Linked DNA regions of Pan troglodytes: region 2 is linked to region 1. The links are chromatin contacts, called in public HiChIP or PLAC-seq maps. All regions are on one chromosome and are shown on one strand. Each heading gives the region's core, a stretch centred on a gene start, on an enhancer-like site or on the middle of the called end of the contact. The rest is flanking DNA. Distances are from core to core; before and after follow the strand shown. Region 1 holds the start of FBXW11 (F-box and WD repeat domain containing 11). Region 2 holds the start of STK10 (serine/threonine kinase 10).

The links. HiChIP or PLAC-seq counts read pairs in DNA pulled down with a chosen protein or histone mark.
Region 2: a contact with region 1 is called in an H3K4me3 HiChIP or PLAC-seq map of stem cell-derived excitatory neurons, with 3 times the contacts expected there. The contact joins the promoter of STK10 here to the promoter of FBXW11 in region 1. A contact is called at or near these places in 1 of 7 Hi-C or Micro-C datasets (stem cell-derived neural progenitor cells) and 1 of 1 datasets of contacts at active chromatin or transcription factors (stem cell-derived excitatory neurons).

Annotation. Positions count from the first base shown.
Region 1 is chr4:169,659,912-169,667,828 of NHGRI_mPanTro3-v2.0_pri, forward strand. It overlaps FBXW11 (F-box and WD repeat domain containing 11), which reads right to left and starts at 4,006. Exons shown (of 12, transcript XM_003310956.5): 1 at 3,459-4,006. The coding sequence starts at 3,503. LOC134809992 (a long non-coding RNA gene) reads left to right here and starts at 3,919. Exons shown (of 3, transcript XR_010157047.1): 1 at 3,919-4,115; 2 at 5,958-6,052.
Region 2 is chr4:169,845,420-169,853,336 of NHGRI_mPanTro3-v2.0_pri, forward strand. STK10 (serine/threonine kinase 10) reads right to left here and starts at 4,568. Exons shown (of 19, transcript XM_016954200.4): 1 at 4,096-4,568. The coding sequence starts at 4,251.

The sequences.
Region 1 (7,917 bases), core at 2,756-5,255:
AGGATCAGTGTATTTTAACCTATATTACTTCATTCAACAAGTAATACAGCCACTTAAGAGATAAGACAGAAGGGAAATGACTCACTTAAGGTCACTTAGCAAAAAGGGAAGTCATTTAACAATTAATTATAAACCATCCATTAATTGTGTAAAGGGAAGAGGGGATTCACTCACACCCGTGGAGGAGGCAGGATCGCCTTTCCTAAAGTGATAGCATCAATTTCTGCTGGCTTCTTACAGGGTAATCTAATCATCTTTCTCTTCCAATCAGAAGCTCTTGTGAGTGCTTTCTAGTGATGAGTGCCTGAAAATCAAGTCATATTCCTAACTCAAAGGTTAATAAATACCACGTGATACATATTGTACAGTTCTCATTCTTCCCAATGAAGTCCATTGAACATAGCCTGATAAACTTCACATATTTCCAAAATGAATTACTAGTTTTCTGCCTCATTCATAAGGCGAATTTTACCAAACTCAGAAGTTTGGAAAAATAGGCCCACTAACAGGTATAGCACTGGGCCAATATAAGGCCCTAAAAGTCATCTGGCGGTTAAATTATTTACCATTAGTAACTGTAAATTCAGGGTCTAAATTAAGAGTTTATAGACTCTAATAATATTAAAAGCTGAATCCTATAGAGTGGGTCAGTAGGAGAAGCAACCTTTGTGGACCCAGGCATCAGGCAGCGGTAGGAGTCAAAGTGGGGGTTATATTTTAGAAATTTAACTATTCTGCTATCACCAGCTTTATTTCCTAATATACTTATCAAAAATGCAAGGAAAAACAGAAGAATCAATATTAAGGAAAGTACAGGGATGAAGATTAGAAAATGGAGATAACCAAGAAGTCTGTTTCCTCTTTTTAATACAGCACACTTTGGAACAGCAAATGAAAGTTATCTTGTTAAGCATTAAGTGCCAAACTGGTACAAGCAGCACAATCACAAATATTTGAGTACTGAAGATGACTCATAAAAATCTAAAAATATTTCATGCTTTAGGCTTTCAAAACACCATCAGTTTAACCCCTTTTCCTCCATCAATCGTATTATCTTGAAACCAATGTAAAAAATATTTTTAACCCAGTTCTGGAAACTGTCATTGAAATGCAGTGAAAACAGAAAGCCACATGCAATTAGATTCTAAGACATTATTTCCTACATTTGATCCTGGATTTACTCAATCAGTTGTTAAGCACCTGTGCTACTTTACTAAAATAAATACACATATTTAATTTATGATAAGGGTTGTCTAAGAGTCTTAACTGATATCCCTTTCAGGAAATATCAAAATCCTTAAATAAAAGGCCATTTTAAAATTAATCGTAATATAACTAAACTCTGTTAAATTTTCAAAGAATTCCAGTTTAAATCCCAGTTTATAATGTCCTTAACAGGCTGAAATCTCTTTTCTGATCAAAACCAAGTGCTATCATGTAAAATCAAAACTTTTTAAGTTATAAGCATAGGAAGCCAGTGAATTTAGGCCAAAGGTTTTTATTTTTTTATTTTGTAACCATACACTGACTTGGGTTACAACGTATTTCTTATAATTCTTTTGAAAATAAATACATTTTCGTTATTTTTTAAAGGAATAGAAATGGAAGGAGCTGGGAACAGCCAATTTCAAAGAGGCACCAAGTTACAATTTTTCGATATGAAGTACTTCTGTTGTAAGTACATGCATTGTGTGTACATTCTTAAGAATATGTAATATACTTAGTCGATTTAAGATAGTTACCAAAATAACCCACTACAAAAGTTACAGAATACCAAACACTTGACTACAAGTATGATAAATTATGCTGAAAAGGAAAAATCACTCAGTATGTGACATCCCTTTGAAAACAACCCCACGTGCGCACACACACACACACACACACACGCATGCAAAAATCAAAAACTATCAGTTTCTTTTTTTCCCTCCTAGTTTTCAAGAATGCTAGAGAAGTCCAGTTCTGTGAATTATGCAAAGGACAGCAAACATTAAGCTGCCTCCATATTTATGCTACTGTACTTCCATTTTTAAAACAAGCATCTCAACTCCCCAGACACCATCATCCACAGAAACCATGCAGCTATCCAACAGACTTTCAGTGTCACCATTTATTATTTATAGCGTTAAATGGGGGAAGTGGCTCTGATGTCACCAACCCTACCCAGTGGAATCACTGACTCAATAAACATTTTCACACTGAAGAAAATCTGGCTAGGAAAACATTTTGCTGGGTTAAGTAGATTCTTCCACCTCTCCTCTCAACCCTGGGGAAGAAGTTGTTACCGTGTTAGGAGAGATACAAAGAAACTGTCAAGGCTTCCACAGGAAGAAATCCTGGACATGTCCATTTGCTGATGCAGACTTCCTCTTCCCAGCTCTCCAGAGCCCAGTTTGATTTCCCTCATGTTCACATTGGCAGGTAATATCGGCCATATTTTATTTCTTCCACCAAATCATCCATCAATTAGCAAATTCTTCACTTCTAGCCACTCTCTCACTGTCCTGTTCCTAAAAACCCCTTCTGGTTTCAAATCCTAAAGCTTCGGAGGAGGGTGGAGGGTGTCCACGGACCGGGAGTCTGGCCTGGCTGCCAGTGGTTTCTAACAGAAGAGTGGTCGCTTCCCCCTGGGGCCAAGGATTCCCCTCTTTTTTTTTTTTCTGAGAAGAAAGAACTCGCGGCAGTGATGAGGATGGCTCCCTCCCCAGTCATCTCCAGTTTCCCAAAGCAGCTCTGGAAAACGTGAAGTTGCGCCTTCTCTTTCCTGGAGGATGGAATCCAGAGTACCTGGGGCCTTGCTATGCAAACATCCCTCTCTGCCGGGTAGGAAACCCTTTGTCCGAGAAGCCGGACACCACAAGGGCCCGGGAAAGAGGCCTCCTTATCCGCCACAGCCTCAAACCCGAAAGCTCCCTGCCCCCCCTCCCCCCAACTCTGTAGGGCCTATCCTGGCATCCACACAGACCTAAGGCTGGGGAGTGGGTGCTGAGACCCCTCCTAGGACGCGGAGGCCCAGGCGGCCCCAACCCATCTCCGTACTCCTTCCCACCATCTCACTCGGCCTGAGTGGGGCTTGCAAGCGCGGTGCGGGCCTGGGCCGAAACAGAGGAAAGAAAAAAAAAATCCCTTTCTAAAAGAAGGAGAATGGGGTGCTAGAGCGAGTGCGACCTAAGTCTACAGCATAAACGAGCGAGGGTCGTCCGAGAGCTGGGACCGGAGACGGGACCAGGGGGAGGGGGAGAAGCGAGGGGCATGGAGGGGGCCGGGCCAGGACCGGCCGGAGATGTCGAGGGATCAGAGGAGCCCGCGCCAGGTCCGAGGCCAGGGAAGGCTGGGGGCCCGGGTCTGGGTCGAGGCGTCTGGGAAAGGCCAGAGCCGGCCTCGCACCGGACGTTGAGGTGGGCAGGCCCGCCCGGGGCCGGACGGACGGAAACACAGACGGTCCAGCGGGCCGCACTCACCATGAGCTCGATGGTCTTGTCCTCAATCACCGAGTCGGGCTCCATGGCGGCCCCGGCGGCCCCGCCTCGCTCTCCCCGCGCAGCAGCGAACGGCCCGGGCGGAGGAGGCGACGGCGGAGGCGGCAGAGGCGGAGGCGGCTATCGCACCCACTCTAGCTGCCAGCCCGCCCGGGCCGCCGGCAGCTCCGCCCTCCCCCTCGGCGAACGCAGTACGCAGATCGGGGACTACACCTCCCAGCAGGCGCCGCGGCCCGCAGAGCGTTGTGGGACCGAGCCTCTGACACCAGGTTGCTGGCTCTTGGCAGCCCGAAGCTGAACTCCGAGCTGAGAGTAGCACTGGACTGTGGACGTAGGACGTGCAGACCTGAAGAGTTAAGAGCTTGCTCATGGTAGGGCCTCGAGAGCGCCACGACTACGTGTCCCAGAAAGCCGTGCGCCCGGGTTCTCCTTCCGGCTAGCTTCTCTTGACTTCCTGGCAGCCCAAGGCTGCCCAGACCGGGACGGAAACTCCGAGGCAACTCCTCACTTGTCGGAGGTCCTGCGTATGCGACCCATTTCCGCACATGCGCGGTCCATGCCGCAGTGCCCCCTAGACGCCTAGGTAGCTGCGCGGCCCGTCCGGCAGTGTCTGATGGTAGGGGCAGATGGTGGAGACAGGTGGGTTCTAGGGGCGTTAGGAAGGTGTATAGGCCTGGGGCTCAGGTGTGGAAAGGGGCCAGCGAGTGAGAGAAGCTCGGCCTGGGGAAGAGGCTCTGAGAGGATGGGCATCCCAGGAGTGAGAGTTTCGAGATTTCTTCGGGAAAGACGGGGTTTTGGGAAATGTGCTGTGGTGCTGTCTGTATGTCACACGATCTGCGAGGAGCTGCGAGATTAAAGGGGACGTGCGTATATCGAGCCCCTCATTCATTAGTTCAGAAAATGGTTATTTTTTAAGCATCCAGCTTCCGCTGCGTACCGTTCTAGGCGCTGAGAATCAGCTCTGAACATGACAGACAAGGCTCCTGTTCTCATGGAGCTTAATTCTGGTAGAGGGACGACAGACATTAACCAAAAGAGTGGCTAAGAAGGAACACACAAGCGGAGACTCCTTCTAGTGAACTCAGCCTCCAACTCTGTGTAACTTAAGTCTGTCCGTGCCCTCTAACCAAATCCCACCAGGAAGACACGGATCGTTGAACAAGCTGGGTTTATTACTAGTTGCAGTGACTGAGAACACACATTGAGGCACGATAGGGCCTCTCGGTAAGAGTTGTTAGTGATTTGGGAGAGAGTTTAAGGAAGTGAGAGCTTCACTGGATTAGATACTGTCAGGAAGAGAGGGTCGTTCCATGATTGAGCATCTCAGTTCATCTTATCTAGAGGAAGGGAATTCTAGATTGAGGCTAAAGCTGTGCAGATAAAGAAACAGCAGCCTGGCCGGGCACAGTGGCTCACGCCTGTAATCCCAGCACTTTGGTAAGCCGAGGCAGGCGAATTGCTTGAGCGCAGGAGTTCCAGACCAGCCTGGGCAACATGGCGAAACGCGTCTCTACAAAAAATACAAAAATGAACCGGGCCTGGTGGTGCGCGCCTGTCATCTCAGTTACTTGGGAGGCAGAGGTGGGAGGATCGCTTGAGCCCAGGAAGTGGAGGTTTCAGTGAATGGAGATCGCACCACTCCACTGTACCCTGAGTGATAGAGCCAGACCTTGTCTCAAAAACGAAAAAAAAAAAAAAGTGCAGCAGCAGCTCCCTCATATTAGCCAAGTGGGGATGTTGAGTCATTTTTTGTGGTTTGGCCAATCATCAGGTTTTATCTTTTTATCGTGTTTAGACCCGATTATAGAGTGGTCTTGTATTTGTCTGGATCTATCATGGTCACAGAATGACCTCGTCTGATGTTGATGTTCTTTGGAATTGTTTTTGTTCTACAGGAAAACACAAAGCCTAGCTATAAGGGCCAGGCTGTGGTCTAGTAACATCATGGCATGGCTGATTGTACCAGGCCAGCTTCCAGATATCAGAGACTGCTTTTCACTTTCTCAAAGTATTTTTGCATTCTCTGCACCTATAAAGTCAAAGAGGCTGGATGACCTAGAAATCTTTCCATTACCAAGGACCAAGTTACAGTAATTTGCATGCATTCAGGACACAGTATAAGTTCCCTGCAGGTAGACTTTGAAGTTTCATAGTCCTTACCTGGTGCTTTTCACCAAGGGAATTGAAAGAAAAGCAATAGGAAGAGCACAGAATTGGAAAGTTCTTACCACTGTCATGCTATCTGAATTTCACCAGGTCCCTTCCACTATGGCCCTTAGGACATTCATTAGTAAAACAAAGGGATTAGATATGACCTCTATTTCAGTTACCTGTTGCAACACAACAAACCGCCGAAGACTTAGTAGCTTAGAATAACAATGGTTTATTATGATTTTACAATTGTGTGGGCTGACCCGGGCTCAGCCGGGGCCCACATGCAATCAGCTGGGAACTCATTCAAAATGACTTTTCATCTTCTAGGGCCTCTCCTCCCTGTGGCTTTTTATCATTCAAACGTCTGCATAGTGACTTGAGAAAGGACAAGCCCCAGTGAACAAATGCTTATCAAACCTCTGGTATGCACCACACTTGGTAATGTCCCGTTGGCCAAAACTAGTAGTATGGCCAAACCCATAGTCAGTGTGGGAAGGGATTGTACAGGGGTATAAAAACAGGCATGGGGTAGGAGTCACAAGCTGGATGTGACCCTCTCCCCCGCCCCCCACCCCAGCACATACATATGTTTGTCCTATACCGTCTTTTTTACTGTTTTTAAAATTTGATATTCAGGTTTTAAAAATCTGAATTTCCAGCTTTTCTTGAAAAATTAGAATATCTGACAATTAGATCTACATGGCAACAATATGCAGGGGTTAAATAGCAACTACCTTTATTTAAGCATATATTCTATGGTTTTCCACAGTTGCCATCACTCCTTTTTGTCTTGTATCTGCATGCTTCACTCATTTAAGTTGCATCCCTAACCTGTATAGATATTTGAGTTTGCATCCCCTGGCATTGGAACTGTAGTGGAGATAAATCAAGGTTTCTGTCCTTTTATTAAAATCGTATACCTGGGAGCATGGGGAGGGGCTGCCATCTCTGTGGCTGCACCATGATCTACAAAAAAAAAAAGAAAAGAAAATTGTGTGCTGCCTTAAAAGGAAAAAAGTACTAATATTATTAGGTCAAATTCCAGGAGCTCAGTGGGGTTAAAAGCTCATACATAGGAATTAGCCAAGTATGGTGGCTCACGCTTGTGGCTGCAACTACTCAGGAGGCTGAGGTGGGAGGATCACTTGAGCCTGAGGGGTCAAGGGTGCAGTGAGCCATGATTGCACCACTGTATTCCAGCCTGGGTGACAGAATGACCAGCTTGGGTACCAGACCAGCTTGGGTGACAGAACAAGACCCTGTCTCAAAACAACAACAATAAATAAATAAATAAACACTATATATATGATAAAAGAAGGCTTATCCAAGCTATGTAAGAGGCAAGCTGAGCCAAGGCTTTATCACCTTGCTCTCACCTCTTCTCAAACAAGAACTCAGGTGCTCTTATTGCTTCAGGCTTGATGGCAGCTGTTGATTAGATTTGGTCATAGACAAAGGCAGAACACCCTCAGGCATATTTTCCCACAGTGTTTCAGATAGCTCTTCACTGAGGTTTGCAAGACATGATCATAACAAAGTGGTACAGGTCGAGATTCCCCTGAGGTCCAGTTCAGAACCCGGAATTGCTTAGATTGTACAAAGGCACAATGGTGCATTACATAAACTGCGTACAATGTAACACTCCTTCTGGGGTCTCAGGACAGCACTCCGTAATCAAATACATTCTTCTGCAGCAGAACATGTATGTGCCTGTCATCAATTTATAACCTCATAGCTCCAAATCTACCCTTCTTTTCTATGCTTTGAAATACTGGAGCAGGATCTTGTAAATATTTCTCTGCCAGCTGGCACAGTGTTTAACTTTGTCAGTAGAGAGCACTAGAGGAACACAGCAGAATGAAGGGGCTTCTCATCCTGGTTCCAGTGTACTTTCTTTTCCTTCTTGCTTTGTGGCACATGGCAGCAAATGGCTTACAGAACCATCCCTTCCTCCCCACACACAAAGGGGGCTGGGACATTCAGAGGGTGGTGGCTTCCCAGTAGGGAATTTCCTGCTTGCCAGCCCCGACCTGTAACTTTTTATATATATATATATATATATATATATATATATATATATATATATATGTATATATATTTATATTTTTATATTTATATATATTTATATTTTTATATATTTATATTTTTATATATTTTATGTATATATATTTATATTTATATATGGAGTCTCACCCTGTCACCCAGGCGGGAGTGCAGTGGCCGTGACCTGGGCTCACTGCAACCTCCGCCTCCCGGGTTCAAGCAATTCTCCTGCCTCAGCCTCCTG
Region 2 (7,917 bases), core at 3,318-5,817, 190 kb after region 1:
TGGTTTTCTTTTGAAACCAATTTGCATTCACATAGGCACTGAGTGAGAATGAGCTTGACTTTGCACAAAATCAATCCTATCCTCCTCTTTTTCTCCTGAGGCAGACAGATTAAGGCTTATCAGGGAGAGGAGGAAAAAAAAGAGGTTTGATATCTCGGAGACTGCTCCTGTGAAGACTCCTCAGGAAATCTGGAGTCAGAGTCCTCTCCTGACACTGTGACAAACTCAGACTTCCAAGGCCCAGAAAGACCTCAGGAAGCCTTCAACACTTAGGCTGTCAGAAGAAAAACAGTGCTACTGGCAGTCCCTCCTCAGCTCCCTGCCAATTGCTTTCTCAGGTGCCGTGTCAAAATGGAATCTCTGGTTCCAGCCATAACACCAAGATGAATTTTTGGTTTGGGTTACTTCAGTGACCAGGCCAGGGAAAACCAAGTGGGCAGGAGTCGTGGTCCTTGATTAGAGGGGTCTTTAGTAAAAGCAATACCTACTTCGACTTCAAGCAGGAGGGGTGAGTAAACAGCACCTCTCGAGTAGGCAGCCTGGGTGACAGGGATCTCTGATCCAGGATGGGTCTTCCTTAGCTGGTGACTAAGGAAAAAGGGTTCAACTGAAGCCCAGAGCCCTGGGTTCTAGTACCTTCTCTTCTCTGGGCACCGGGGCATATGGGGTTGGCTTAGGTCAGAGGGGTACATGCTAAGGCCAAGTAGGTAACACAATAGATTGTTCAGGTCTATCAGCAATCACACAGCTCTCTTGGTCTGGCTCACCCTTAATTAAGAGAAAATGGTGGATTCGGAGGTAGGCGGAGAGGGCTGTGGTGGAGACAGCTCACAACGTTGAGAATTAAAGTCACTTTTTGTTTTTATTGTTGTTGTTTTTGAGACAGAGTCTCCCTCTGTCCCCCAGGCTCGAGTGCAGCGGCATGATCTCAGCCCACAGCAACCTCCGCCTCACGGGTTCAAGCAATTCTCCTGCCTCAGCCTCCCGAGTAGCTGGGATTATAGGGCATGCGCCACCACACCCGGCTAATTTTTTATTTTTTTATTTTTAGTAGAGGTGGGGTTTCACCATGTTGCCCCAGCTGGTCTCAAACTCCTAACCTCAAGTGATCCACCCACCTCGGCCTCCTGAAGTGCTAGCATTACAGGCGTGAGCCACAGCACCTGGCCCTGGAGTCACTTTTTTAAAAACTGACTTTCCACGTGCTTTGGAGAACCAAGAGGAGACAGTATAGATTGTGAATCGGATGAGTTCCTTTGTATGAAACTTTCAGAGTAGCAGGGGAGTCTTAAGGGACGAAAGCAGGAGGAAACACAACTGAAAATGACAAGGGGAAATCTTACCAGCATGAAAGCAAAGTTCTGCGTTTAAGTTTAAAGGAAGATGAACCCTGTGAAGCCAGGACACACTGCAGGGAAGGGGACAAGAATGCAATTGAAAGCCCCTAACGGAGAAAAAAAAAACCCATATGTTTGTTTTGTTTTGTTTTATTTTTGAGACGGAGTCTCGCTCTGTCGCCAGGCTGGAGTGCAGTGGCGCTATCTCAGCTCACTGCACCCTCCACCTCCCTGGTTCAAACGTTTCTCTTGCCTCAGCCTCCTGAGACACTGGGATTACAGGCACGCATCGCCATGCCCGGCTAATTTCTGTATTTTTAGTAGAGACGGGGTTTCACCATGTTGGCCAGTATGGTCTCAATTTCCTGACCTCATGATCTGCCTGCTTCAGCCTCCCAAAGTGCTAGGATTACAGGCGTGAGCCACCACGCCCGGCCCAAAAAACCCATATGTTTAGCATACGCTAAAAACACCAACTGAACCTTCTGGAGAAAGTGGGTCCTGTGGTGAGCTGCCCACAGGGGTCCAGCTGCCCTCACAGTAGTCAGAGCACAGCTGCAGGAGCAGGCTCTGTCTAAGGCAGTCAAGGACACTGGCAGTGTCCAGAGAGAGCTGCAAGGCTGAGGGTCATTCTCTGGTGCCACCAGGAAGAAGATGCAGCTCTGAGGAGAGTGAAGAAAAGACGTGCTGAGGACAGGGTGAGCTGGCTGCCCTCAAATATGGGCAAGGCCCTCAGGCAAAGGAGGACAGCAAGTCGGGGCAGTCCAAAAGCACTGCCTCTCGGACCACAAGACCTCTCCCTACCCCGTAACAGGAAGTGTGGGCTCAGAGGGGAGGTGGCAAGGAAACAAAAGAGGCACCAGGCCAGGCACAGTAGCTCACGCCTGTAATCCCAACACTTTGGGAGGCCGAGGTGGGTGGATCAACTGAGGTCAGGAGTTCGAGACCAGCTTAGACAACATGGTGAAACCCCGTCTCTACTAAAAAAACAAAAATTAGCCAGGTGTGGTGGTGTGTGCCTGCAATCCCAGCTACTTGGGAGGCTGAGGTAGGAGAATTGCTTGAACCCAGGAAGTGGAGGTTGCAGTGAGGGCCGAGATCAAACCACCGCACTCCAGCTTGGGCAACAGAGTGAGACTCCGTCTCACAAAAAATAAAAATAAAAAAAGGCACTGAGTGGGCCTGGTTGGTCTCAAAATTGCCACCGCTCCAGGTCAGGCAGGGTGGCTCACCACTGTAATCCCAACAGTTTGGGAGGCTGAAACGAGCTGACTTCATGAGCTCAGGAGTTCATGACAATCCTGGGCTACGTGGCGAAACCCCAAGTCTACAAAAAATACAAAAATTAGCCGGGCTGTGGTGTGCACCTGTAGACCTAGCTACTCCGAAGGCTGAGGCAGCAGAATTGCTTGAGCCCAGGAGGCAGAGGTTGCAGTGAGCCGAGATCGGGCCACTGCACTCCAGACTGAGCAACAGAAGGAAACCCTGTCTCAAAAAAAAGAAAAGAAAAAAGAAAAACTGCCACCACTCCAAGCCTCTAGGGAAGTACTTCTCAAACCTATTTGCTTAGGAATCACCTGGGATCTTATTAAAACGTAGACTCTAATTCAGCAGGTCGGGGCTGGGCCTGAGATTGTTCACTTCTAACAAGCTCCCAAATGATGCTATTATAACACCGGTCATCTAGGAACTACTTCGGTAACTAGGCGATAGACCACTTCCAAGTCAGAGGAGAAGGCCTGGAGAAGCCTTCTCTGTGGTCCAGCCTCATAGAACGACAATCCTAGGGTCAGAGTGGCCTACAAGCTACAGGAGCCCCAAGGAGGAGGATAGTGGCTTAGAAGAGAGGTGCTCTCCTGGAGGTATACACCAATTTAACAAGTAGGAGTCTCCCAGTAAAAATTTTCTTAGGGGAAAGGGGGGAGTCAAGCTGTAGGTGTTGGCTCCCTAAAACAACTCACCACCTCAGAATTAGCTCCCAGGAGCAGAAACCAACGTCCTGCTGCCACACTTCTCTAGACTCAATCAGCTGTGCCCCACCCACTCCACAAAAGCTCTCTGCCGCGTCTTCCTCTAGGGGAGAGGTGACTGCAGGCTGGGAGACTCCCCAGCTGTGACTCAGACCGACGGAATCAAATCTGTTCCCCCAGGCTCAGCATTCACCAGATCCTGACCTCCCCCTCTGCCCAGCCCCAACCCACCTTTCCAAGCCCCACCTCTCAGTCCATGGGCCACCCCTCGCCCACCCCACTTCCCTGTCTCTGGCTCATCTTCAGATGTGTCCCTAGCTCCCAGCCCGTCCAAGCGCAGCCGAGTTTCTCGGTCCACATCGCCTCGATATTCCCACAGCATCTGTGTGGTCTCTCTAAAAAAAAAAGTGTGCCCGTATCGCCGTTTTACGGAACGTCCCTGGAAGGTCCCTCGAGTGGCCCTCTCGGATGCTGAGGTCCTGTCAACGCCCCTTTGTCTCCTCGTGCGGCGCCGAGCGCAGTGCAGGACACACAGGAAGTGCTCCGAAACAGGGCTAGGGTGGGGGCGGCAACCGTGCCCGGAGGGGGCGCCCAGAGCGCAGGGACTCGGCCGGGCCGAGTGATGTTCCCCCCAAAAAACAGGAGTCATCGGGATGAGGGCCAGGGACCCCGAATTCAGCGCCGGGCAGCCCTCGGAGCCGGAGCCAGGCTGGCCGGGTCCGGGTCAGGCATCCCTTCCTTCCGGAGCCCCTCGACGCGCGTCCGGCCACCCACCTCAGCGCCCTCACCTTGTAAACCTTGCCGAAGGCGCCGTCGCCCAGCTCGCCCACGATCTCCCACACCTCGTTGGGGTCCAGGTCGCGGCGGACGTGCTCATATTCGCGGGACTTTCTCTTCTCGAAGGTAGACAGACGCAGGATGCGGCGGAAATTGGCAAAAGCCATGGCCGGGGGCGCGGTGGCGCCGGCTCGGGCTCGGGCTCGGGCTCGGGCTCGGGCTGTGGCTTCGGCGGCCGCGAGGAGAAGGAGGAGGAGTTGGAGGACGCCGCGTCTCTCGGGGTTCTCCCCAGACCCGCCCTTCCCCGCAGCCCGACCTCGGTCAAGTGTGCCCTGGGCAGCGCCGCGCCGGGAGCACCCGGAACCGCGCAGGCGGCGGCGTCCCCGCCCCCGCCCTCGCCCTGTCAGGTCCCCAGGGCCGCCTCCCTTGTGCCGGCCTCGCAGCTCCTGCCCGGCCCAGCCCTGCCTGCGAGAGCCTCGGACCCGTTCCAGGGGACCGTCCCCGCGCCCGCCCACCGGCCCGGCTCCACCTGCCGCTCCCCGGCAGAGCCCCGGGACCCCCTAATTGGCTGCGGGCGCTCCCCGGCTCCGCCCGTCGCCGCAGGGCACTCTGGAAACTGTAGTCCCCCCACACCACGCTCCGCGAGCCGCGGGCTGGGCTTTGGGGAAGCTTCGGGGACCGCTCGGTGGGACCGCTCATGGACTCAGGAGCCCGCCAGCCGCGCCGCGTGGCTCCCAAAACTTTTGTGGGAGCAAGCGGGACGGCGACTTGGCATTTCGCGAGAGCCCACGGATCGTTGTCAGCGCCCAGAAGGTGAACCTGCACTCGTTCATTTAATCCTCCCGCAGCTATTCCGCTAGGCTGCCCTCGCCCCCACTTTTCCGATGGGGACGCCGGCAGGCGAGGGCACTCGCCCCAGGCACACACGCTGGCTGCCCGTCTGCTGCGGGTTCCTCGGCGCGGTGCTGCCTCCTAGTGTGCGACGGGCAACGCCGGTGCAGCCGCGGCCAGTCCCTGCAGGGCCCGGCTTCCCGGCGCGGTCCTTTCCAGGGGCTCCCCGTCCGCGATCCACAAACCTGCCAGGATTAGAGGGCTGGGAGAAAGAGCTCCTTTGGCACTGATTTCTCTTATGTTTCCTGATGGGTTTGCGGATGTATTTGCATATTAAATAAAAACTTTATTCTAATTTTTAATTTCCTAGTTTCAAAAAAGATGAGCGCACTACATACAGATCAAACTAGTCTTCTTTGAGCACCTTCATTCTCGATCCTGGCTACTTGAGTCACTTCACTGCTACTGTTGCCTGTTTGTCCTATAGACGGTTATAACATGCTTTTACCTGAATCTAAGGAGAGTGCTGGGGGGCGGGTGGGGCGGGCAGTCTGCAAGGGTTATTATTTGGACCGTGTCATAAACAAGTTGAGTCTTCGCAAATGTCACACTTCAATAGCTCCAACCCCAGAGAACGGCTGTGTTGAGGTGTTTTCGCCCCTTCCTCGGTGCTTTGTTCGAAAACATCCTTTGAGCAGTGTGCAAACACCAAGCATGGTTTTCCACTGGGAAGGCCAGCTCAAGAAGCCTGCGATGCTGGTAGTGGTCGGCGCAGAGGGTGTCCTGACTAAAGGTTGCTAAGCCGTTCGGAATGTTTCCACAGCTGCAGGAGTGCCTGGAATTGTAGAGGGTCTTTAAAAGAAGGAAATGCCGCTCGTCGCTGACCGTTCTCATTGAGTCAGGCGCTGTCTGAACCTCCCAAAACATGCTGAAAGGCAGGTCTTTCATTTGTTTCAGACCATTTGGCCAACTGTACGAAGCGGGTGGGGAGACCAAGAGGGTTGCTTCCATACTAGGAGATGAAGGCTCTGACTCCACGAAAGCTGTAGGCCTGGAGGGCTCTGACCAGCTCTGAGAGCTCCAGAAAAGCAAGCAAGCGAGAGAAAGAGAGAGAGAGAGAAAGGAAACAGAGAAAGAGAGAAAGAAAGAAAGAGAAAGGGAAAGGAAAGGAAGAAAGAGAGAAAGAAAAAGGAAAGGAAGAGAAGGAGAGAGAAAGAGGGAGGGAGGGAGGGAAGGAAGGAAGGGAGGGAGGGAGGGAGGAAGGGAAAGAAAAATGGAGAGGTTCATTCATTCAATAACACTAAGTCAAAGAAGCCAGACACAAAAGGCCCTGTGTTCTATAAATTTCCATTTATATGAAATGTCTGGAAAAGGCAAATCCATACAGACAGAAAGTAGATTAATGGTTGCCTGGAGCTAGGTGTGAAATGGGAATTAACTGTACATGAACAATAAACAGTCTAATTGGGGTGATGAAAATGTCCTAAAACTGCACAATGGTGACAATTTCATAATTTGGTAAATTTGCCAAAAATAATTGAATTTTAAACTTTCATTTTTGTAAATGGATGAATTTTATGTGTAAATTATACCTCAATAGCATTGTAAGAAATACATTGAGGTTCAATAGAATCAAAGCTACTTCTTTGAAATAACTAATAGACAAGACTAGTCAAAGAAAAAGAAAAAAAGGGTCGGGCACGGTGGCTCACACCTGTAATCCCAGCACTTTGGGAGGCCAAGCTGGGTGGATCACCTGAGGTTAGGAGTTCAAGACCAGCCTGGCCAACATGGCAAAACCCCAGCTCTACGAAAAATACAAAACTTACCCGGGCGGGGTGGTGCACGCCTGTAACCCAAGCTACTTGGGAGGCTGAGGCAGAAGAATCACTTGAACCCAGAAGATGGAGGTTGCAGTGAGCCGAGATCATACCATTGCACTCCATCTAGCCTGAGCAACAGAGCAAGACTCCGTCTCAAAAAAAAAAAAGAAAAGAAAAAAAAATAATTGGTGCAAGAAAGAAATATTCACTGGAAGAAATAAAAAATGAAAAGAGAACATCATATTAGATACTGTAGATATTTTGATAATCATAAAGTGATATTTTAGACAAATGTATGTGAATAAATGTTTTAATTTACATAAAATGGGTAATTATTGAGAAGAAAATATAAATGATAGGTAAAAGATAATTTCAATAAGAAATAAAAACCTAAATAAACTAGTAACCAATAAAGAAATCAAATCAAGAATCAGGCCGGGCACAGTGGCTCATGCCTGTAATCCCAGCACGTTGGGAGGCTGAGGCGGGTGAATCACCTGAGGTCAGGAGTTCGAGACCAGCCTGGGCAACATGGTGAAACCCTGTCTCTACTAAAAATACAAAAATTAGTCGGGTGTGGTGGTGCGTGCCTGTGGTCCCAACTACTCATGAGACTCAGGCACAAGAATCCCTTCAACCTAGGAGACTAAGGTTGCAGTGAGCCGAGATCACACCACTGCACTCGAGCCTGGGCAACACAGTGAGACTCTGTCTCTAAACAAAAACAAACGAACAAAAACCCAAAAAACAACAACAAAAATCAAGAATCAAAAGCTTGTTCTTGCTGAAAGACATTAGTCTGTGTGGTTTTACAAATAATTTCTTTCTTTATATAAATTATTTTAAAAGATAGAAAATGAAGGAAATCTGCCAATTTATTTTATAAGATGAGTTTTACTATTACTAGATAAGGACAGTAAAAGAAAATTGTAAGCCAGGCACAGTGGCTTACACCTGTAATTCCAGCACTTTGGGAGGCTGAGGTGGGAGGATCACTTGAGCCCAGGAGTTCCATACCAGCCAGAGCTATAAAGTGAGACCCTGTTTCTACAAAAAGTCAAAAAATTAGCCAGGCGTGGTGGTGCACACCAGTGGTCCCAGCTACTCAGGAGGTTGAGGCAGGAGGATTCCTTGAGCCCAGGAGGCCGAGGCTGCAGTGAACAGCGATCTCACCGCTGC